Linked DNA regions of Mus musculus: regions 1, 3 and 4 are each linked to region 2. A link is a contact called in public Hi-C, HiCAR-type and promoter capture Hi-C data. All regions are on one chromosome and are shown on one strand. The core of a region is the stretch at or near the end of the contact, and the rest is flanking DNA. Distances in the headings are between cores, read along the strand shown. Region 1 holds the start of Dscam (DS cell adhesion molecule). Region 2 holds the start of Pcp4 (Purkinje cell protein 4). Region 3 has its middle 67 kb from the start of Bace2. Region 4 has its middle 39 kb from the start of Dscam.

Region 1 (5,099 bases), core at 1,116-3,615, 700 kb after region 2:
CACTGCACAAAATTCTTTATATAGTAATTTTTAGTTATGAAATGCTGATTTAAAAAATCATAGACATTTATAGCATCTCTGTATCAGAGACTATCATAATTTCTTCTGTACCATGCTCAGCATATATATCTCACACTGAAAAAAAAAAAAATAGATGCTGGTTGGCTGACAACCAGAACAGCCTGGCTTACCATCCTGAATTACCTATTTCTCCCCAGAGTGGAAATCTCCTTTCATTCAATAGCTCGGGGCCTTTGCCAGGAGTCCAGATATGTCATCCTGACAGGAAAGACAAGGTGTATTGGCTTTTGGAACACATCTGTGAACATCTGGGCCTTTTCTGTGGTTTCCCATTAAAGCAGCAAGCAGCAGGGGCTGCTCTCAAGACTTGATTGCTTCCTCAGAAGCACAAATGTCCCCCTAGGTGAATTCCCTGGAGGAGGCAGGCCAGGGTTAGTGCCCTCTGGAGAGAGGGGGTGTCTTGTCAGAACTTGTTGAAATTTTTCCCCCTGGGAGGAAATCTCAAGAGGGAAAACTCCTGTCACTTTGCTTTCGGTTATATTAAAGAGCAAAAGACCGGCTTTGTGTGAATTTGGGGGCACATTCTTCATTTGGCTCCATCTTTCCTTAGTCATTTGTTTTTAAAACCTGGGAAATATCATGTCCTTCCTTTGGCTGTGGGTTAGCTGTTCTCTAAGTCTGCAAAGAAAATACAGCCAGTGCTTACAGCTTCCCTGGGTATCTTCCAGAAAAATCTTAACAGCCTCCCCTTGGCTTCTCCCTCTCCTGTTTTCTTGTAAAGACCAGATATATTCATTCTTTCATATTCACATTCTCTCATGTTCACATTCTCTCTCGCTCACTTGCGTGCTCTCTCTCTCTCTCTCTCTCTCTCTCTCTCTCAATGGTTTAATTTTAACTGTCAGCAGGTTATACGTTTTATGCAGATGTTCCACATTTAAGATGGGTATTGAAGCCCTGGATGCTTCCAAGCGGTACCAAATGATAACAGTTCCCTCTCTTTGCCACAGGAGAGAAAGCCATTCATACATGTAAGTTCATATTTACACTGTGACAGGCAGCCTAAGGTGCAGACACACTTACTAATTGGGTCTGACTCCATCAAAAGCCATAGATTCTAAATATCAGGAAGAAAGCATCTCAAAAGGCTATACTGAGCTGCGCATGAGGGGGAAACACCATGTACAACATTCACCAATTTCACTTTTATAAGTATACAGGTGATTTTTAAAAAATTTGTCAACATTACAGATGATGTAATGCCTAGCAGTGCATATTTTTACATACACTACTGCGAGGAACATGTAGTGTCCAGGGGACGAGGGGGATGCAGACAGACGCATCTTTCCCACAGCCTTCAAGGATAAACTGTAGCAGAATTAAAGCGGAGGCTTTAAGGCTCAAGAGTGCAGAACCTGAGGGCTACTGTCTTAATTGACCCCTGCACCTGCCTACGCTCCTAACGCCATGTCCTTTTCTGGTTATGATATTCAAAGTGGCAATGATCATCTCCCTTCTCTTCTTCCCAAACCTGCCTGGCTCTGATGAGGTAGCTGTCTAGCTCTGGAGTTAGGCTTTGAGCTGGCACTTGGCTAGCTAGCTAGGTAGGCTGCTTCCAACGATTGCAGAGCGATGCCTCCCCGGCCTCCTATCAGTATCGCCTAACCTCTCCAAAGCAATGCAAATATATTTTTTAAATAAATAAATAAACGCATGCACGAACATTCCAACCCGGATAGGAAAGGAAAGGGAAAAGACTTCACCCATGCATTCAACCCCCTACACCGCACCCATCCCCCGGGCCCCTTCCCAGACAGGAATCAGCACAGACCGCAAGGCTCACCATTCGCGAAGCTCTGGAACAAGGAGAGAGCCAGTATCCACATGCCCCTGCTGCTGCCCGGCCTCCCGCGAGCCAGCGAGCCAGCGAGCGAGCCACGCGCCGGCCTCGCCCCCCGCGCTGCGCTGCGCTCCGCCGCGCCCGGCCCGGCTCCGCTTGCTGCCCGCCACCTGCCCGGGGGCCGCCCAGCCGCCCAGCCGCGCTCCCCGCTTGCTGCGCCCCCGCACACCTGCTCCCGGGCGCCGCGCCCCGCGCCGCGGACACAGCCCAGGTGCGCCGTGCGCTCGGCTCGGCTCAGCGGGCCGCGGGCAGCCAGGCGCGGGCGCACAGCCGCAGCCGCGGGCGCGAGCTCATGCCGGGCGCCCCCCGATGCGCAGCGCGGCCAGGCGGCGGCCTCCCGGGCGCCGGCCTCACCCTCCGCAGCCAGGCAGCAGGCGCGCGGCCAGGCTCATCCTGCTGCGGCGGCCTCGGGCGCCGGGTCCCCTGTGCTGCCCTTCCCTGCCTGAGCCCGGCGGGCCGCGCGCGGAGGCGAGCGGGGACCCCTCCCCTGCTCTGGCCGCTGGGGCGCTCTGCAGTCTTAAAGCAGCAGCAGAGGAGTGCGGCGGATCACGCAGTCGGCGGGACCCAGGGCTCAGAGGCTCAGAGGCTCAGAGACGCGTCCCCACACAGCCCATCGTGTGTAGCTCTGTTCTTGCAGGTTGTTAATGAGATGCGGCCGGGGGCTGACCACTCCGGAAGGGTGCCAGCTAGGCAGAGGTGACCGCGAGGCGTTAGCAGTTTTGATGCGATGTGCAGCAGGATTCGGAGTCCGTATTGACTCCCTGAAAAGTCTAGTCCATCTGCCTAGAGGGAAATGCTGCCTTGGAGTCCTCGCGGCTCCTGGGAAGAGCTCTCTGACTTCACTGGCTGATTTTTAATTATCTTTAATACATACTAGGGTGCAAACATGAGCGATTCTAATTTTGGTCTCTGAGTGGTGTATAAAAACTGATTAAAATAGCTGATAGTGCGTATTGAGTCCCAACATGCAACCCCTTTCTTGGCACAGCAGACCATGGCCTAAATGGGTCTCCAGAAAGATCTTGAAGTAATGATACTATTTCAACAAAGGCCCTTCAAAAAGCACATATCCGTATCTGGCACTTTACAAAATAATGACCCACAGAGTCAGAATGTGCCCTGATTTAAAGTCTAACATTGAATGCACACGGCCAGGACTATGGACTGGGAAAGCTTTGAGGGAAGGCAAGAGAGGACCATTTCATGGGAAATGGAGATAGTTTCGCAGACTATCAGGCATCTTCTGCCTGAACTACATGTGCACTTACAGATTAGGCACCCCTAAAACGGCTCACAGAATAGCCCAGAAAAGCAAATGTTGAGGCAGAAATAAAATGGTGCTTTACCAGGGCTGGGCACAAGATGGCCAGGCCCTGTGTTAGGAAGGGTCAGCTGAGCCCTGACGCCGCACTGGCTGCCATTGCTCTGCAGCTGTAGGTGGTCACGTGCTGCCGCCCACTCAGGCTGCGCCTCCAGCTCTGCCAGCTACACACGAACCCCAGTGTCCTCTGCCTTTGCATGCAAAGGGTGTTTCTTCACTCCCTGTTCCTCAAAGCTGTGCTCCCTGGCAGGCAGTGGGCCTGATTTCCCTCCCTGCATTCCTGTTCTTTTAGGGCACAATTCTTCAGGTACTCCAACCATCTTAAGGCTCAGCTGGGGCTTGGTAGCCAAGCACTCAAGACAAAGCTGAGGCAGACAGCTTGGAGTCAAACCACTACCTCCACTTACCAGTTCTAAGCATACGTGTGCGTCTCATGAGTGTTCCTGCCCTGGCATACAGAATGAAATCATCAGCACTTCTAACTATAATGGTTGCGGTGTTCTGCAGCCTAGGCCTAGTGCCTGGTTACCATGGCCAGTGGTGGCTAAGGTTCTATATAGCTAGGCTAGCTATATAAATTTGGGGATCTGGTATAAAGAAAAATAAAGGGCTCCTTTTGCAAAAAGAAGGAAATACACCATTTAAAATATCCTAGTAGAAAATGTGTCCTTTCCTTTGCAGCCTTTTCTGTCTCTTCCATGGTATCTGTCACTCTCTGTTTACTGTCTCACTCTGTTGGGAATAGTTAGGAAGGGCACAGCTGCACACAGATGCCAAGCTGTTACAAAGTAACCCATGGCCACACAAGTGGCCCACATCTGCTGCCTTGCTTCCCTGTCTTCCGCCTGGCTCCTGTACTAGGCATAGCCATGATGGGGAATGGGAAATGCTTTCCCATTCCTTAGGGATTACAGTTCCAAGGTATCAGGAGATACCCAAGTGATTACACATCTACACTGGAAAGCTGTCCCCAGTGTCTGGTTCATTGTGGGCCAGAGGCATAAATGGCTTGTAGGACATGCATGACAATGCCACTCTGGAGTAGGACAGTCAATGCCAAGCCCCACTCTGGGTGCTTCACTAAATGATCCAGTTACATCCAGATCTCCATCAAGGACAGCGAGGAATGGTGGGAAACAGACCACCCACTGAAAAGAACACAACCCACAGAAGGTGATAGACCCATAATGATAGAGACTGGTCAAGACCTGGAGATTGTGTAAGGGAGTTGGGGGGTGGTGGTGTTGTGTTCATATTTTTCGTTTTTCATACTTCTGTCTTGCTATGATAAAAAAAGAAAGAAAGAAAGAAACTCAAAGAGGAAAATGGCTTATTTCAGTTCACAGTTCAGGGAACACAGTCTGACCTTGCAGGGAAGTCACAGTACAGAAGCAGATCACACTGCACTTGCTGCAGTCAAGAAGTAGAGAGTGCTGAGTGACTATACTCAGCCCACTTCCTTTTTATACAAGCTGGGTTCCTAGCCTAGGAAATGATGGCACCCATAGTATTCCTTCTTCCCACCTTAACCTAATCAAGGTGCTCTTCCACAGCACTGCCAGGTGCCCACCTCTCAGGTGACAATTGAGGTTAACCTTCACAGAGGAGCAGCCCAGAGCCCTGCCAAAGAGGAGCTTATGGACATTGCCATGATTGTTAATTGCTGTAGGAGGGCCCAGACCACTGTGGGCAGCACCATCCTTAGGCAGGTGCCCCTGAGTTGTGTAAGAAAGCTAGGTGTGAAGAAAGATTGGTAAAATCCTGTGAATAAACCAGTAAGATGTGTTCCTCCAGAGTTTCTGCCTTCAAGTCCCTTCCCCAAATTCCTTCAGTGATGGACTGACCTGGAAGTATAAG
Region 2 (5,560 bases), core at 1,184-3,683:
GCTAGGCCATCTTAACATGATTAGCTCTATGAAAGACTGTGCCAAAACAGCCATGATTCAAGCGCCAGGGGATTAATGAATTGGGAAGTAGTGTCCCAATCCAGGCCATGACAGCTCACACCTTCTCTGTCATATTAATCCCCAGCAATTGTACATTTGAGTAATCAAAGCCACAGCCCAGCCAGGAGTGTCCAATCCAAGCCCTTTCTTTTAGAATCCTAGCATCAGTCTCCTTCTTCCCAAGCTCCAGGAAGCTGCAAGCACACAAACATTCTTTTGTGTGTTACTAGGAAAATTCAGGCCTGCTGCAGCATTTGGTGAACTGGTAAAGGCTGGCTCTTGGTGACATCTCTGCTTATCTTCTCTGCAGGAGACCAGGCTGTAAAAACCCAGATGGAACTTTGTCAAGTTTGCCACCGAGGGGCTGTGTCCTCCGACATATGGTGCCTGGGGCTCAGATTCCCAAGTCTGACATCTCTTGGGAGGAGGGAGTGGTAGCATCCTCAGAAGCTACATCGTTCTCCTCTGACGATGAGTGAGCTTCCGTTTATCTGAGGTGTTTGCAGAGCACATAGCACTAAGGTCCTGTGTCTATTTCCAGGACTCGGGGATACCTAAGGATATCATGATATTGAGCCTTCATAAGGGCGAGTTGGGAGCACAGAAGGGATGAGGAAGGAGAGGATGAAGAAGATGTTGTCTTTATTTACATAGTTGGGACATGCCACTAACTTGTATGTGGTATACGACATGTACATGTAATACATACATATAGGGGCATACATGTATGCACATATTGTATACCATACTGTCCATATATTTCCCTCTGTGAAATTTGCACCCTGGTGAACATCCAGTGCTTCCACTTGGAAGACATGATGTCCATGACAGTGGTTCTGGCTTAGGTTAGGGACCCATAGGAGCTGTGGGTGAAGCTCTTGTCTTCCTCTCCCTGTTCTCTCACACCCCGACATGTGCACACCCCTACATGTGTGTACTACAGTTTCTGGCCATGCCCTTTCCATTTGGAGACACACAGAGGATGCCATGATGTTAGAACTTGGAACAGAAAGCTGGCAACTCGGGAAGGAGAATGCAGCTGAGCCGAGAAGAGGGAATCAGTAGACGGGGGTGTCGTGCAGGTCTTTCTGGGTACAGGAGGCACTGGGACAGGTATTGGGGGCACCAAGGAAGGTTTGGGGGGCCCTCAACATGGTCTTGCTAGTCATGTTGATATTCACCATGATCAGCTGGGGCATACACTCTAATGCTGCTTATCTGGCAGACACCACACTTCCAGGCTCACAAGGTCTGGACTGAGAGGTATAAAAAGGAGCTGCTTTCCCCAATGGCTCATCAGGGCCAAAGTGAGGAGACCTTTTATGGGGTCCTGTCCCTAGGTGGGGCTGTCACAACCCTAAGTGAAAACAGATGTTTTCTCTCATGTCACTGCCAAGTGGGATTCAAGACTGCTGGACTCCAAAGGTCACTACAGACATGTCCTTCCACTCTAGGGTCCAAGCAGACAGACAGATTGGGGGGGGGACTCTAAACAGAGGGTGGTCAACTCTAAAGTCTGAAGCTGGTGCCCCCAAAGGGGGCCGGGAACAGCTGGGAGCCCAGAGGGATAAGAACCACTCCATACAAAGTTTCCCATTGCTCTTCAATGAGAAACAGAGTCTGTCAATTATAGACATGTAAGATACAGTCCCAGAGGGTGTGAGTCCTGCACCTCCCAGTCCATCGGCAGGGGCAGTCCTGTGACCATCAGTGTGCCTGTGACTGTTATGTTTCTCTCTCCTTTAAATTAAAAAAATAAAAATAAATAAAACCTTCCAAAGCAACAGGTTTCCTTGTGGCATTTCAAACGTCTTGAGTTTCAGTTGGCTGTCCCCACCCCTTCTTCTCCACCATTTCTTGCCCCTCCTCCCCATTTATTTCTTTCTATCCCCAGTATTCCCTGTTCAATCTCATATCACAAGTCGTAGTTTACCCTCCCCACCCCCACCCCTTGAACCCACCCTCATTCAAATAAACACATCAGTAAAAAGTTGAAGTCAGGATCTCCATATGAGCAGGGAAATTTGTCCTTCTGAGTCTGGCGTACCTCACTTGCTGTAATATTTCCCATTTTCTTCCATCTTGCTGCAAATGTCATGATTTCCCCCCTTCCCCCGTTTTTTAATGGCTTAAAATCTTCTATACTGCAGCTTGATTATCCTTTTGACTGCTGATGGGCATCTAGAACGAGTCTCTTTCCTTGCTATTGTGACCTGATCAGCCATGATCATGGATGACCAAGTATCTCTGCAGCAGGGTATAGAATCCTTTTAGGGTGGATGCTTTGGTGTGCAGCAAATTCCTTGGTTCCTGGATGGAAACGGAGCAGAGACCTGCCACGCAGTTCCACTGTGCTCCACTAGGTGGCTCTTTGCGCTCTCGGATGTCTGCAGGCGTTCAGACAGGTGAATGCCTCTCATTGGTTGGCGGGAGGCATGATGCCACCCAGCAGCTCTTTTTAAGAGAAAAGCCAGGACCAGGGAAGCAGCCACCCCTGAGCATTGCCTTCTGAGCTGTTCTGTGGGACCTAGCTGCGGAGTCAGGCCAACATGAGTGAGGTGAGCAATCCTTCCACTCTCACAGGGAAACCGCAGAGTGAGAAGGCTCTGCCCCTGTGGGATTCTCAGAAACCCAAAAGGTGCCCAGTGGGGCTGAGGGGTAGATGGATCCTGTTATTATTTGCTTTGAGCATAGGCTGTCTTGATAGCTTTGTTTGAATGCAGTGTAGAAATTTGCTAAGTTTGCAACTTTTGAAATTAGCCTTAGAAAGAGAAAGGGATGTAGGTATATTGTTTCTGATCTATGACTTAGGATTTTGTACCTCTGAAGAGAAAGCCAGTTATTTGATTCTTTCATGAATATTTGTGCTTTCTCCAGGGAGTGCGTCCTCACGTGTTTCCTTGGGATACAATCTGAATGTTAGCAGACAGTGCTAGCCACCTGGGAAATCCGGTCTCAGAAAAGAGGTGGGGAAGGGGGTTAGGATTTGTGCCTAAGTGCAGCTCTTGCAGAATCATTGTCTGTGACAGGGCTTGCAGTTAATCAGTTAATCAGAGCCCTGGAAAACATTCGGAGTCCAAGCTTGAGTGTGTGTGTGTGTGTGTGTGTGTGTGTGTGTGAGAGAGAGAGAGAGAGAGAGAGAGAGAGAGAGAGAGAGAGAGAAACTGCTACCTCTGAGGCATCAGGGAGTGTTGGCAAAAGAGCTCATTTTAAACCCAAGACCCTTTTCTGATTAAATGTATATAGAATATACAAGCTGGTGGCTTGCATATTTTTCTTTTAAAAAGCAACTGTAATCTCTCCCACAAGATTTGGGGTTACACAGTGCTATCCTCTTCAACTAGATGCCCAGCCAAGTCTGTTTTCATTTCCTCTCACTTGATACTTAATTACTGTGAAAGATCTGTTATCTTCTTTGTATTTTATTTAAAAAAAATGTTTGACAGATGGGTGATCTTTTTTTGGAAGTCTAGAGTAGAATTAACAACTTCAGAAATCAAATGTCTCCTCGCAGCTCCTCTCTCCTCTATGGACAGCTTTGGATCCAAACAACAGGCAGAAGGGCAAGGTGGTGCAGCACCCAGGCACAGGACTTGGGAGAGAGCCAAGAGCTTGGGGGAGGAGGAGGGTGGATCTGGGCTGGGAGATGGGAGTCTCCTGGCAACCCTGGGAACAGAAGCCACAGTGACAGCCATTGGTTGCCTCATGGTGTAAATGCTGAGAGCAGTGCCAAGCACTCCCACATGTGTCCCCTTCTGTGAGCCTCTCCATATCCTGGGCAGTCGGTGACAGAGGAGGAAACTGAGGCACAGGGAAGTGGACCAACCGATTCAAGACCGCCAGCTAGATCTGGGGCTAGCCTTGTCACACTGAAGTAGTTGGTACCTGGTGCCTGGCTCTGTCCAAATAAATGAGTGTGGGGCTCTGGAACAGCTGGAAAGGGTGGGGCAGAAGGAGGTAGAGAATCCAGGGAAAGCAAGCAGGGCTCTGAAGACCAAGGGCATTGAGGACAAGGTCTCTTTTCCTTTACATGTTGGGGGAGGGGCTTCCCTCTGGGTTCGTTAATCTTTCAGAAGCGCAAGGTTTATGGACACCTCACCTTGCTTGCAGGAAGAAGGGATGGCTGTGTGGACAGCTTTTCCCATTCAGAACTCAACAGATTCTCATCAAGAAGGAGCCTAGAAACGGCAGGCTCTGCAGACTGACCTCACAACAGGGACCCTCTCCTGTGTCCAGTCAGCGACATGCGACAGTGCCCTATCCCTCATTCTATGCTGAGGCTCATGTATAGAGAAGTCCTCCAGTGCCTCCTTGGTCACCCAGCTGAGCAGATGACTGTGTGGGTCTCCAGGGAAGAGCCTTGTCCCAGAGTTCAACCCACAGTTAGGGTCACAACCTCCTTTCTGTTGACCCTGTAACTAGGGCAGCCTCAAACTCCCTACAATGTTCCAGCTGTCCATGACTTAGTATCACAATCAGAGTGTGAATTCCTTAAATCCTGTGGGTAAAAGTCCTTAAGGCGCAGACCCTGGGTCTGTGTCCGCAGTCCTACACCCCAACTTCCCCTTGCACCAGGTTTGTCTTTTTCATTCCCACCGCTGCCCCTGAGCTCCCCCTGCTGGCTCATTTCCAAGTCCCTAGACCGCTGGTATTCTTTGGAGAAAAGAAATTTCTCCTTTGATTAAAACTTAAATCTGCTTTCAACATTTAATAAGAGGGACAAACAGCCAAGGAGCTGGGGAGGGCACCAAGTCCTGAAGTGTTTCTTTAGTTGAATGAACTACAAATGGCTTCCAGTGTTAATAACTCCCAGGCAGGATTGGAGGCACACTGTCATTAATGTGCTTGTATGAGTAGTTGCTGGTCAAAGCAGAGACATTGATTTCCCTCTGTCTGTCAGGGTTCTTGGGGGCTGGAACACGTGTGTGTGTGTGTGTGTGTGTGTGTGTGTGTGTATTGAATGTTTCCTTCTGTAGTCCTCAGGGCTCACTGTAGCTGCAGAAACTCCAGAGATCCTTGAGTTGATACAAGCTTGGGCTGAGCAGAGAAGACCCTGAAAGGTTAAAGGTCCCTGGGGTCAGCTCTGCACTTTTGGGACTTTTGCCTTTGAAGGTGAAGGGAGAACAGTAAACTGATCCTGAAGCTGGCTTTAAACTGGACAACTTAGTGTGGTGTGGTTTTCACACCTCAGAACTAACCATTATTTATTTAGTTATGTATTATTATTATTAGTGTTTGGCAGGGGAATGACATGTGGTCAAATAGAATAGTTTAAGTATAGTGTTTGGTTGGAAATAAAGTCCAAATTTAGGGCCTTGTGAGAGTGGTGCACCCGATTTTCACATCCGTGTTACAGTATGTCAGATATGCTTGGAGCAATCTAGAAGATGAATTGGGATCAAAATGTAGGCTTAAGTCTAATAACCACATTTGAAGTTCTCCCAGCAAGGCCCAAGGTTACGAAGTGCCACACCCAAGAAAGAAGAGAATTCCTGGGAGC
Region 3 (5,351 bases), core at 156-2,655, 820 kb after region 2:
TTTATTACTCTGCAATTCTATCTGTCTCCTTCTTCTGCCTTAAACAATAGGTGGAATATCCTGAAGACATTCATAGAGCCTCAAGTCCCACCCTCAAGTCCTAGCCCCACCTGTGCCAGAAAACACAAAGGGCTCAAGTCAAGCCAATTCCCTTATATACCCAACTGTCATACAATGGAAAGTAAATAACAGGCCAACCAACTTTCTCCTGGCCTCGTTCTTAGTTTCCCTCAGACCTCAAGAGGTTCTTAAGAGTCCCAACCCAGCACTCATCCCTGCAGATAATTTAGCTACTATTGCTATATTTATGTCTCAAGTTTCTTGATAATTTAGGGGTCTCCAGCAAAATTTTAGCAATCTTAACTTTCTTTAGCCTAAAAAGACAAAAGGGAGAGAGAAGGAAAGAAGGGGGAAAGAGAGGAGAAGAGGAGGGGAGAAAGAAGAAATAATGGACTAAACTTTATATGTTACTTGAAGAAAAGGAAGGAAAAATAAAGAAAACATCTACAATACTTTAAACGTGGCGAAGAACACTAACAGTCCACACATTTGTATTAGAATTACAGTATTTTCCGTTTAGAGACACGAGACAAGTTAATTGCATAGTTACCACGAAATAAACTACGTGGCAATTACACAGTAACTCCTTTAGAAACTGTAGTAATTACACTGAACTGAGCATTCTAAAATAGAGCCAAGGTACCAAGTTCATACACAATGAGATGCTCAATCTGAGACCAGGCCTTTCTGGGAGAACGCAGTGTAGGCAACAACCTCTGGTGCTGACTTTAAAGATGATGTATTTATAAATATAAACATGTTCCCAGGCAGGGCCCTTAGCACAAGATGTCTTTTCAGCCAATGACAGAGAACTCAGTGAAGGAGTGCCAGGCAAGGAGGAAGTTGACAGCAATGCCTTGTCTGAAGGTGACAATTCTCAAAGAAAAACATGAGCAGTGGAGTTGGAGAGAGAGTGGGGTTTGCTGGCTTAAAATCTGCATAATGTCACTTGTGTTGGGGAAAACAGCTCTGTAGAGCAGTGAGTGGGGACAGTATATTATTTTGTGTAGAACAGTGAGCAAGAACAGTATATTTTACAGCAATTTTGAAGGGAATTAAAGGCCTGTGATGCGGTCAATCCCCCAAAGTTTACCAAGTAGCCACGCTGGTCTCCCTGCTTTCCCCAACCCATTACCCATTCAGCCTGGAAAGGGGCAGAGCATGAAATATGAATAAGCAGGGAGGCCCAACCTCAAGCAATTTGTAAAAAGAGAGAGTCAGGGCTGCTGCAGCCCTGATTATTTTGAGGCCTCTTCCTGACCACAGGGCAGCCGTGCCTATCATAGGGGTTACCCCCCCCAGAAGGAGCAGAGTACGTTTTGGCAAGAGCCTTTAATCGCTCCCTCAGCATGACTCAGCTTCCTTCCCACATGCCAGACAGGATCCACCGTGAAGCCCCACTCTCTTTCTCCATTCCCAGGTCTGGGAGTTGGCTGCAACCCAGGGTGGAGATGATGACAAAAGACGACGACGTCAGGACTGGATTTAGCACCAGCTGCCAAGGCCTTTGTGAATTTAATTTTGGAGGCATCTCTTTGCCGAGCTGATGCCAAGCTATAGCTGATGAGCACCAGAGGAGAAAAAAAAATGAGATTAGAGGTGGGTGAAACCAGACAGAATGGATGTGAGCAGGGTGGAGTTCTGATAGCATTTCATTTAGACCTTGTGTGTGAAAGCCAGCTGGCTCCAAACGGGAGTGAGAAAGGGGGGGTCTCGTGCAAAGGTGGTTCTGTTAAACCTTGACCCAAGCACTGACTGACTATGGCAGGGAGACACTAAGTCCACTGTTTACAGAGCTCTGAGATCCCCACTGAGCCGAGCCATCAAGTGGAGCACCATGTCTCACTTCCTTGTCATAGCCTTCAGTGACAAACTTCCTCAGGTAAAGCCACACCTCCTCCTAAACCTCTCAGAACAGCAGCCCTAGCTGGGGACTGAGTATTCAAGTACCTAAAACTGTGGGGTGAATCTCATTAAAGTTGCCACAGTTGTATCGTCTTCCCTATCTGCAGAGGTGAGCAAGAGACAGGGAGCCACTGAGAATTCTGAAGATTCATAGTTCAAACACTCATGCACCATGATGACCTTGGTCCAGGTCAGTCTGAATAGTGCTCTGAGGTAGCCCGGCACAGACCTGCCTATGGGATGCGGGGGACCAAGGCCTCCTGGAGCAAACACAGATGCTTGCAGTTCTAGATGTGAGTTCTCAGCTTCCTGCTCCTGCCCATGTATCTTCACTCTACCATCACAGATACTAACCATTTAGAACCATAAACCCAAATAAACTCTTTCTTCTATACCTTGCCTTGGTCATAGTGTTTTATCACAGCAATAGAAAAAATAACTAAGGTAACAACCTCCCTGGAGGGCTCAAAAATGAGAGCATGCTCTTACTGGGGCTGACTATGAGTACAGGGACACTGGTCAGTGGGACTGTGGCTACCTATAGGGGGAGGCTCAGTCCAGGGAAGGCTGAGGAACACAGATAGAGACTGAGAGAGCAGGATTAGAGCCTCCATGCTAGAGATGAGCCCCTGTCTGCTCTCAGAGTAGGTGAGGGCATTGCTCGTAGGGCTTTGTTGTACCTTTGAAGGAACAAGTAGATCTCAGCTGATAGTAACCCACTTTTGCAAAGAGACACATCTGACAAAGGGAAGCCTGGGAAATGTGCACACACACACACATACATACACACACACTCACACACACACACACATACACACACACACACATTCAAGAAGCACCTCTCCCACTCTCTAGTTCTCTGTCCTTTCTCAGCAACAACCTTAATACATTTTGAAAAACAATGAGAACTTATAGCCCAGGTGACATTGCAGGGTACAGTCTGCAGGTCTGCAGGGTTGTATTAAGCACACATACACTGGGGGTGCTCAGGGCACCATCTCTGTGTGAACAGTTTGCATAGTGTCCTTTCCTGAGATGCCATTCAAAGAACGCAAGGCTCAGTCTTGGGTGACATCTCCCTATCTCCCACCAGAGGTCTCTAGTTGTCTTGTTGTATTTAAGATTATTTTATTTATATTTATGTATATGGAGGGTGTTGCCTAGAGGGGTCAGAGGAAAGAGTCAGATCATCTAGAGATGGAGTCTCAGGCAACTGTGAGCCTCCAGACATGGGTGCTGGGAACCAAATCTGAAAAAAAAAAAAAACCAACAAAACACAGCAGTGTTCTTAACCACTGAGCCAGCTTCCAGCCACCTCAGGAAACTGTTTTTGATTCTGTGTGTTTTTGATGCCTAAGAGTATTCTGGATGAGAGGGCATGGGTTTACATCTGGGTCCTCTAGTCTATTCCATGTGACTTTCTGTATTTATGTTGGTAACATGGTGGCTTTGTCCCTGTGTCTTTAAATTCGGTGCTGTGTTACCTCCAGCTCTGCTCCATTTAAAGACTGAAGCTATGTTCCCATTACTCAACCTGTATAAAACCCAACTCCAAACGGATCAAAGATATCTCTGTAAAACCGGAATACCTGCAATCACAAGAGGGACTGTGAGAGACACTGTTACAGGTGCTGATTTACCGCTGCACAGAAGTCCCCTAGCTCAGGAAACAAAGCCTCTTCATTACCCTCTTCTGGATTCCATGATCACTTCATGTACATGGTGCATTGACACACATGAGGTACCCCCAACACATTAAAATAATAAAATTATTTAAAAAAAAAAAGCTTAGGCAGAGCAGAAGAAGCAGCCAAGCAACGGTCTACAGACTTGGAGGGACCCTCAGTCAGTCTCCTGAAGTAGATATCTGGAAAACAAAAAGAGCTCAGACCATGTAGCAAACCCTGTAATCTTGTGAAAATGGACAACAACCTGAAGAGAATGCTCCCAAAGACCCACACACAGCAGGCAAGAACAAGGAGAAATGTCCTCGGCCTCATCGAGAAAAGAATCACACACCAAAGCCACACGAGAGTCTGCCTCACCCAAGTCAAAGTGGCTATGAAGGAAAAATGTGGGCAGAAGGACCTGACACACTGCCTCCTAAAGTTCATTAGTGCACCCACTGTGAGACTCATTGTGGAAGTTCCCCGGAAAACTAAAAATAATAGAATACCATATGGTCCAGTCAGAATACTTCTGAAGATGTATGCATGTCATAGATATGCGTGCATGCATGTTTATTGCTGCACTGTTCATAAAAGCCATGTGATGGAATTATCTCAGTTAAAGTCAGTGGGTAAACAAAGAAAATATGGGATATAGATGGTGGAGTACTATTCAGCTATCAAAAATAATTAAATCTTGTTATCCATAGGAAAAGCATGGATGGAACCAAAGTAGCTCATCACAGGCAAGATAAGCCAAACATAAGGAGACAAGAATCCATGCTTTCCCTCTCATACAGGAGGGCTCCTAAGAACTGTTATGAGTGAAGGGTGGAGAGAGAAAGAGAGAGAGAGAGAGAGAGAGAGAGAGGAGGGTGAGGGAGGGAGACAGGTAGATATGATCAATGAGTAGTGAGTAGTATGTGCACATATGGAAATGCTACCATGAAAATGGTTAGTGTGTACAATTTAATGTAAGTTTTGTATGTATGTGCCTGGGTTTGACAGCGGGGTGGAGGACACATGTGCTCTTTCCTGTGGAGACCAGAGGCCAGCCTCAGGTGTATCCATCCTGTTTTTTGAAACAAGGTCTCTCACTGGCTGGTGAGCCTCAAGGATCGTCCGCTGTGCAAGTTGGAACTCCAAAAACAGGCTGCCACACCCTCAGACTCGGGTGTTCATGCTTATGCACCTAGCACTTACTGCCTGAGCTGTCTCTCTGGATCTAAAATAGGGAATTGAATATGTAAAATCTTAAATATATATAGAAGAGAGATTAAACCCTTATAATTGCATGTCGTATGTTTTTCCTCTCTGGGACTTTGGGGCTTGAGTTACAAAAACACCATCCAGAACTATTCCGTGGAAGGAACCAGTCTCCCTGAGAGTCTACCTTTAAAGGAACACAATCCTGACTCTTTCTCAAGGTCTGCACAGCCTGCATTACTGAGCCCTCTGTGAGCAACTGTCTAGCAACAGGTATTCAAGCACTCTGCCCAGTGAAGGGCCTGTCTGTGCTGGAGGAGAGACAGACAGTTGAACCACACTGGTTCCTTCCTCCCGAGTGTCAGCCACTATGCAAGAAGCTCAATGTCCCCACAGCACCACAGCCTTTGGCCCAAGCTCTCCGGAGTCCAGCTCCGTCTGCTCCCAGAGCTCAGCTGCCTTATTGCCTGCCTTTCTGTTGCTTAGTAACAAGATCACCTAATTATTCTCCTA
Region 4 (4,909 bases), core at 1,506-4,005, 740 kb after region 2:
TCCACCAGCTACAGATTTGCCATCAGTGGCCCAATAACAAAACAAAAATCCACTTGAAATTCTAATAAGCTTGGTTGTGTGGGCTTTTATGTTGTTGGGTTTTTTGTACTGTTTCTATGTTTATTAAGTGCCCATTGTTAACCTCTTTCTTCACAGTGCTCAGTGCTAACTATCAGCCAGCCCACATCAGGTCAGGGGCAGCAGGAATGGCCGACAAGGCACAGGATACATCTGCCACAGAAGGGCAAGAGAGCCAAAGCAGCAAATGCCTGAGCATTTGGCACCTTGTCCACCTGCTTTCTGCCTCTTTCAGGTCTCCTGCTACTGACAGAGCAAATCCCCATCACTACCTCACGGGGCCTGAGAACAGGAGGGAGAGTAGGGAGAGTAGACTGAGGCCAGGGAAGTCTAAAGGAAGTTCTGCTCAGGAGAGCTCAGCTATCCAACCCCCTTAGTGGCCTTTTAAACAGTGTCTGCTCACAGCCTGGTCCCAGGCCATACACTCTGAGTATATTCTAAAGAACAAAAGTCACAGCCTTAGAAGCTTCATTTCAGCTCTTTTTCCCTTAAAAACAACTGATATGCTCTGGGGCTTGGAACACACGTGTACACAGAATATGGCTTCTTGTAATGGGAAGGAGGGTGGAAATTAGTCCTCTCCTATGGCCTCATTTAGAGCATTTGTCTTGAACATATGAAACTCCAGATTCCATCCTTAACATGGTGGGGAGGTGAAGAAGTAGCGGGGACATGGAAAGAAGTATAGGATGGGAAGCATCCCTGCATCCTGATTACAGTAAATCTCAGAAAAATAAAGCTGAGAATAGTAAGTTGCTAGCAGGGCAAAGTGGCTTGCTGTAGACATCAAAATACGGAAATCACAATGCTGTTGGATAAATGTGGTTAGAAAAAGAGAGAACTAACCTGAAGGTTCTTTGGGTTCCTTGTGTGAGTCATGTGGGAAGGCTAGAAAAAGCCTGCTTGATTCTGGTGTGGGTGCCACACTAATAGCTGGAGTGCTTACTCTCTGGCATGTGACTTCTGTGTCTACTGTTTTTCCATCTTGCTTAAACCTAAAGTCAAATTCTAGCCGAATCCTTCCCCCATTCCTGAGTTCTCAGCAAAGAGATGCTACTGTTGGCACCTTGTTGACCTCTAGAGAGGCTGCTTAGATGGATATGTGTGTTCAGTGGATGATGCCTGCACCCAATACTCCTACCTACCTCCCCCACGTCCTTAACTGATCAACCTAACCTAATGACATTAGACTTAAAGAGGAGAAACAGGTCTTCTCTCCAGAACATCTAGACCCTCAGAGTGATAAATAAACTGTTGCTTGTATTCATGATGTGGAAAAGCCAGCATTCTGAGGAGAAAAGGAAAACTGCCCACATGCAGAAATGAGAAGACATGGCCAGGAGCCTCAGCTGTATAATGTCTCCATTCCTCCTCCACCTGGAGACCCAGCTGTGTTCTTGCCTTTCCTAAGATGTTGTTGAGGGAATGATAACCTTCCAGAGAGTTCTTCCTCATCTAATCTGGAACTAGTTAGTTTTCTAGTGCTTAAAATCATATGAGAAATAGCTATCATTGATCTACTTAGCTTCTATCTATCTATCTATCTATCTATCTATCTATCTATCTATCATCTATCTATCTATCTATCATCTATCTATCTATATCTATATATATATCCATCTATCATCTGTATCTATCAATCCATCCATCCATCTATCTATGCATCCATCTATCAATCATCTACCATCCATATATCTATAATCTACAAATAAATATCTACTGATAGGCTATCAATCCTTATCATCCACCCTATCTCTAAAATCTATTATCTAGCTAGCTATTATATCTTATATCATTCTTATATCATCTGTTAACCATTATCGATCTGTCAGTTACCCTGTTATCCTTTTCTTTCTCTCCCCCTTTCCCCTCTCATTCCTGCCATCTTCCGTTTTGCTCCCTTCCTCCATTTCTCTTTCTTATCTTTTTTCACTCCATCCTACTGACTTTGTCTAGAAAACTCTGATAAACCTTTATATCAAAAGGATGATTAATTGTCAGTGGGAAAAAATGTCATCTTGTTCTTACTTTAAGACCTTTTTGTAACTACAATGCTATTAATTATTTTCTCTCCTCATGGTGCTCAGAAAAGCTCTGTGGAATTCCCAGAGGCCCCCTGGGCCACACTTGTAAAATGTTGTCCTAACTGGTTTCTTCTGCATCTCTGCAGTCTCCAGATTTAGTAATGAAGCTCCCTATCAAACATGACCTATAAGAAGAGCAGTGTCCTTGAGAAGAACCGAGACCCTATCCTCTGTACTCTCCACACTGCCAACTGTCTCCCTGACATCTGCTCCCGAATCCCCTTGGTGCGGAAGCTTTCTGATGATTCTATTTGACAACAAAGTCCTCACAGTACCATCCCTGTTCTTCAGGTGACACAGCCATGCATATTTTTTTTCCTATAAATTACGACAAATTGAGCCATCACTGCAGAGGAATAAAGCAGGGCACATCCAGGCCCTCTGTGTGCCTCTAAGGCTCAGCTCACTCAGCAAGAAACTGCAAGACACTGGGCAGGTACCCCTCCCCTCTGCAAGATCTCAGAAAGCTCTGGACCAGTGCCAGACCACCTCAGAAAAAGGGAGAAAAGGAAAAAACAGTCCACAGTTGGTGGTAAAACTGTCTGTTCGCCCGGGGGAAGTTCAGCGTTGGAGTTACTGACTGCAGTGGCCCATCTGGCAGTTGGCTGTGAGAAGCCATTCATTCCATTGTAAGTAGATCAGCACGATGCTATTCCCTCACATCTCACTTCCAATTATTCCATGTGGGTGCATGATTTTTAATGCTCAGGGATTGCTCTCAGTGGCTCTGGAAATGCAAAGCAACTATTTATTTCTTGCTTAGGGCTCATCTCTAGCTTGTCCTCCAGGCTTCCCTACATATTTCTCTGGTGCCAACTTGACCAGTGGTCCTGTTAGACTTAAGGAAGGTGACATGGTGTTCCTTGTAATGTGAAGTTTTGGATGATGGTGAGGAAGCAGGAGAGGCCAGTTACAATTCTTACCCAGTACTCAGGTGTTTTAGTCTAACAAAAGCTTGCCTCTGGAGAGGTTGAGGCCAGCCTGAGGAGCCTGATTCTGTGGGTCTCTTTGGAGCAAAAAGGGGCCAGTTAACACTCAGGACCCACATTTGGGATTTACACCATCCCTGAATTCTGATCTGAAATAACACCATGTAATTCAGAATCCTTTAGGAGTGTTAGGAATGTGGGTATCTTAAATGCTCTCTAGGATCTGCCCATCCTAAGGGTAAAAATCACCACTAAAAGCTCCAAGTCATCACCCAGCACTTCACACACACTGGCATCTGTCCCACGGCATGGTGAGTGCTGGAGAATGATGGAAGAATGCTCTGAATTGTAGGAAACAGACACACTATCAAAGGTTAAAACTCAGATAATGAATAAATGGCAACTGCTGGGTGACTTGGTTACTTTTCTATCAATGTGATGAAACATCATGAACAAGGCAACTTATAGAACAAAATGTTTATTGGGGCTTACAGTTTCAGAGAATGAGCATAACCATCATGGCAGAAAGCAAGGCAGCAGGCAATCGGACATGGAACTGGAGCAGTAGCTGAGGGCTTACATCTTGAGACAAAGACCACAAAGAAGAGAGAAACAGCTCACTTGAGAATGGCATGGGTTTTTGAAACCCCAAAGTCCATCCCCAGTGACACCCCTCCTCCAAAAGGGCCACACCTAATCCTTCCCAAACAATTTCACGAACTATGAACCAGATACATACATACACACACACACACAACACACACACACACCACACACACACACACACACACACACACACACACACACACACACACACAAATATATAGCCATTCACATTGAAAACCCACAGTGGGAAAAAAATAATCTTCGTTTCAAATGTGCCAGTTTCTACTTTTGTTGTCCTAGTTTGCTTTCCATTGCTGGGATAAACACTAAGACTAAAAGCAACTTGGGGAAGAGTTAAAGTCCATCCCCAAATCAGAGCAGGAGCGGAAGGCAGGAAACTGGAAGTGGGAACTGAAGCAGAGACTATGGAGGAATGCTGCTTACTGGCTTTCTCCCTATGGCTTGCTCAGCTACCTTTCTAATACAACCCAGGCCCATCTGCTCAAAGATGGCACTGGCCACAGTGGGCTGGACCTTCCTCCATCAACAGCAATTAAGAAAATGCTCTATAGGCATGCTCACAGGCCAAGATGATTGTGGCAATCCTCTATTGAGATTCCCATAGACAACTCTGAAGTGAGTCAACTTGACAATAAAGATAAGCTATCATGGATGGTTAAGAGAAGAAACTGCAGCCATGGTGGAGTTGTCACTGAGCATGTCACAATAAAGAAAGATAAGGTCAAGAGAGGACAACCATGGAGTGGCTGTTCAGACACAGAACAAATGGTGTGGACATACACATGCTTTGACTCCTAAAGCCCCAGGACCAAGTCCTCAGAGTGTGAGAAACCAAGAGTCACACTCACACTCTCTTCATTCCTATGGTGTTGCCAGTCACCAGTCCTTATGCCCATCATGTCTACAGAGCTCAATTTAGAGTAGCACAATGGAAATTTCATGAAGAACTCAGAATGACACAGGACCTGTAGAAAAACCTCCCCTGCTATTTGAGAAGTCTAGTTCTGGACTTAACTGAGGGATTTGAATATCCAAGGTAAGATTAATGTGTATTGGGAGGCAAGTCTATGGACACACTTTCCACCTCAACTAAAAGTCTCTAGGGGTTTGTTTTTTTGTGGAGTGAAGAGAGACAACATCCCATGTAGGTCACACTGGCATTAAAATCACTATGTAGGCAAGAAAGATATG

What was found. Promoter capture Hi-C pulls out the DNA fragments that hold promoters and counts their contacts. Hi-C and Micro-C count contacts between places; a contact is called where the count stands out from the background. HiCAR-type assays count read pairs that join an accessible place to other places.
Region 1: a contact with region 2 is called in a HiCAR-type map of astrocytes, with 4 times the contacts expected there. The contact joins the promoter of Dscam here to the promoter of Pcp4 in region 2. A contact is called at or near these places in 6 of 39 promoter capture datasets (the 3T3-L1 cell line, embryonic stem cells, hippocampal neurons and 2 more) and 3 of 115 datasets of contacts at active chromatin or transcription factors (astrocytes, embryonic forebrain and forebrain).
Region 3: a Hi-C map of cerebellum shows a contact between it and region 2, with 2.7 times the contacts expected there. The contact joins the enhancer-like site here to the promoter of Pcp4 in region 2. A contact is called at or near these places in 13 of 39 promoter capture datasets (the 3T3-L1 cell line, 3T3-L1-derived adipocytes, cranial neural crest and 7 more), 1 of 15 datasets of contacts at CTCF or cohesin (large pre-B cells), 14 of 484 Hi-C or Micro-C datasets (the AtT-20 cell line, the N1E-115 cell line, adipose-derived mesenchymal stem cells and 9 more), 1 of 115 datasets of contacts at active chromatin or transcription factors (astrocytes) and 2 of 9 other capture datasets (adipose tissue and liver).
Region 4: a contact with region 2 is called in a promoter capture Hi-C map of hippocampal neurons, with 3 times the contacts expected there. The contact joins the enhancer-like site here to the promoter of Pcp4 in region 2. A contact is called at or near these places in 5 of 39 promoter capture datasets (the 3T3-L1 cell line, cranial neural crest, embryonic stem cells and 2 more).

What each region holds. Positions count from the first base shown.
Region 1 is chr16:97,168,370-97,173,468 of GRCm38.p6, forward strand. It overlaps Dscam (DS cell adhesion molecule), which reads right to left and starts at 2,366. Exons shown (of 33, transcript NM_031174.4): 1 at 1,865-2,366. The coding sequence starts at 1,907.
Region 2 is chr16:96,465,173-96,470,732 of GRCm38.p6, forward strand. It overlaps Pcp4 (Purkinje cell protein 4), which reads left to right and starts at 2,434. Exons shown (of 3, transcript NM_008791.3): 1 at 2,434-2,618. The coding sequence starts at 2,610. It also overlaps a transcript of Igsf5 not described here.
Region 3 is chr16:97,287,411-97,292,761 of GRCm38.p6, forward strand. No RefSeq gene overlaps it. Among named protein-coding and RNA genes, the nearest start is that of Bace2, 67 kb to the right of the region's middle. Within about 2 kb of position 1,406, at least 76 of the 459 cell types and tissues checked have an H3K27ac peak or open chromatin away from gene starts, as enhancers often do. A contact at or near this core is called in the AtT-20 cell line, the N1E-115 cell line, adipose-derived mesenchymal stem cells and 6 more, where this site is marked.
Region 4 is chr16:97,207,521-97,212,429 of GRCm38.p6, forward strand. No RefSeq gene overlaps it. Among named protein-coding and RNA genes, the nearest start is that of Dscam, 39 kb to the left of the region's middle. Within about 2 kb of position 2,756, at least 17 of the 459 cell types and tissues checked have an H3K27ac peak or open chromatin away from gene starts, as enhancers often do. A contact at or near this core is called in hippocampal neurons, where this site is marked.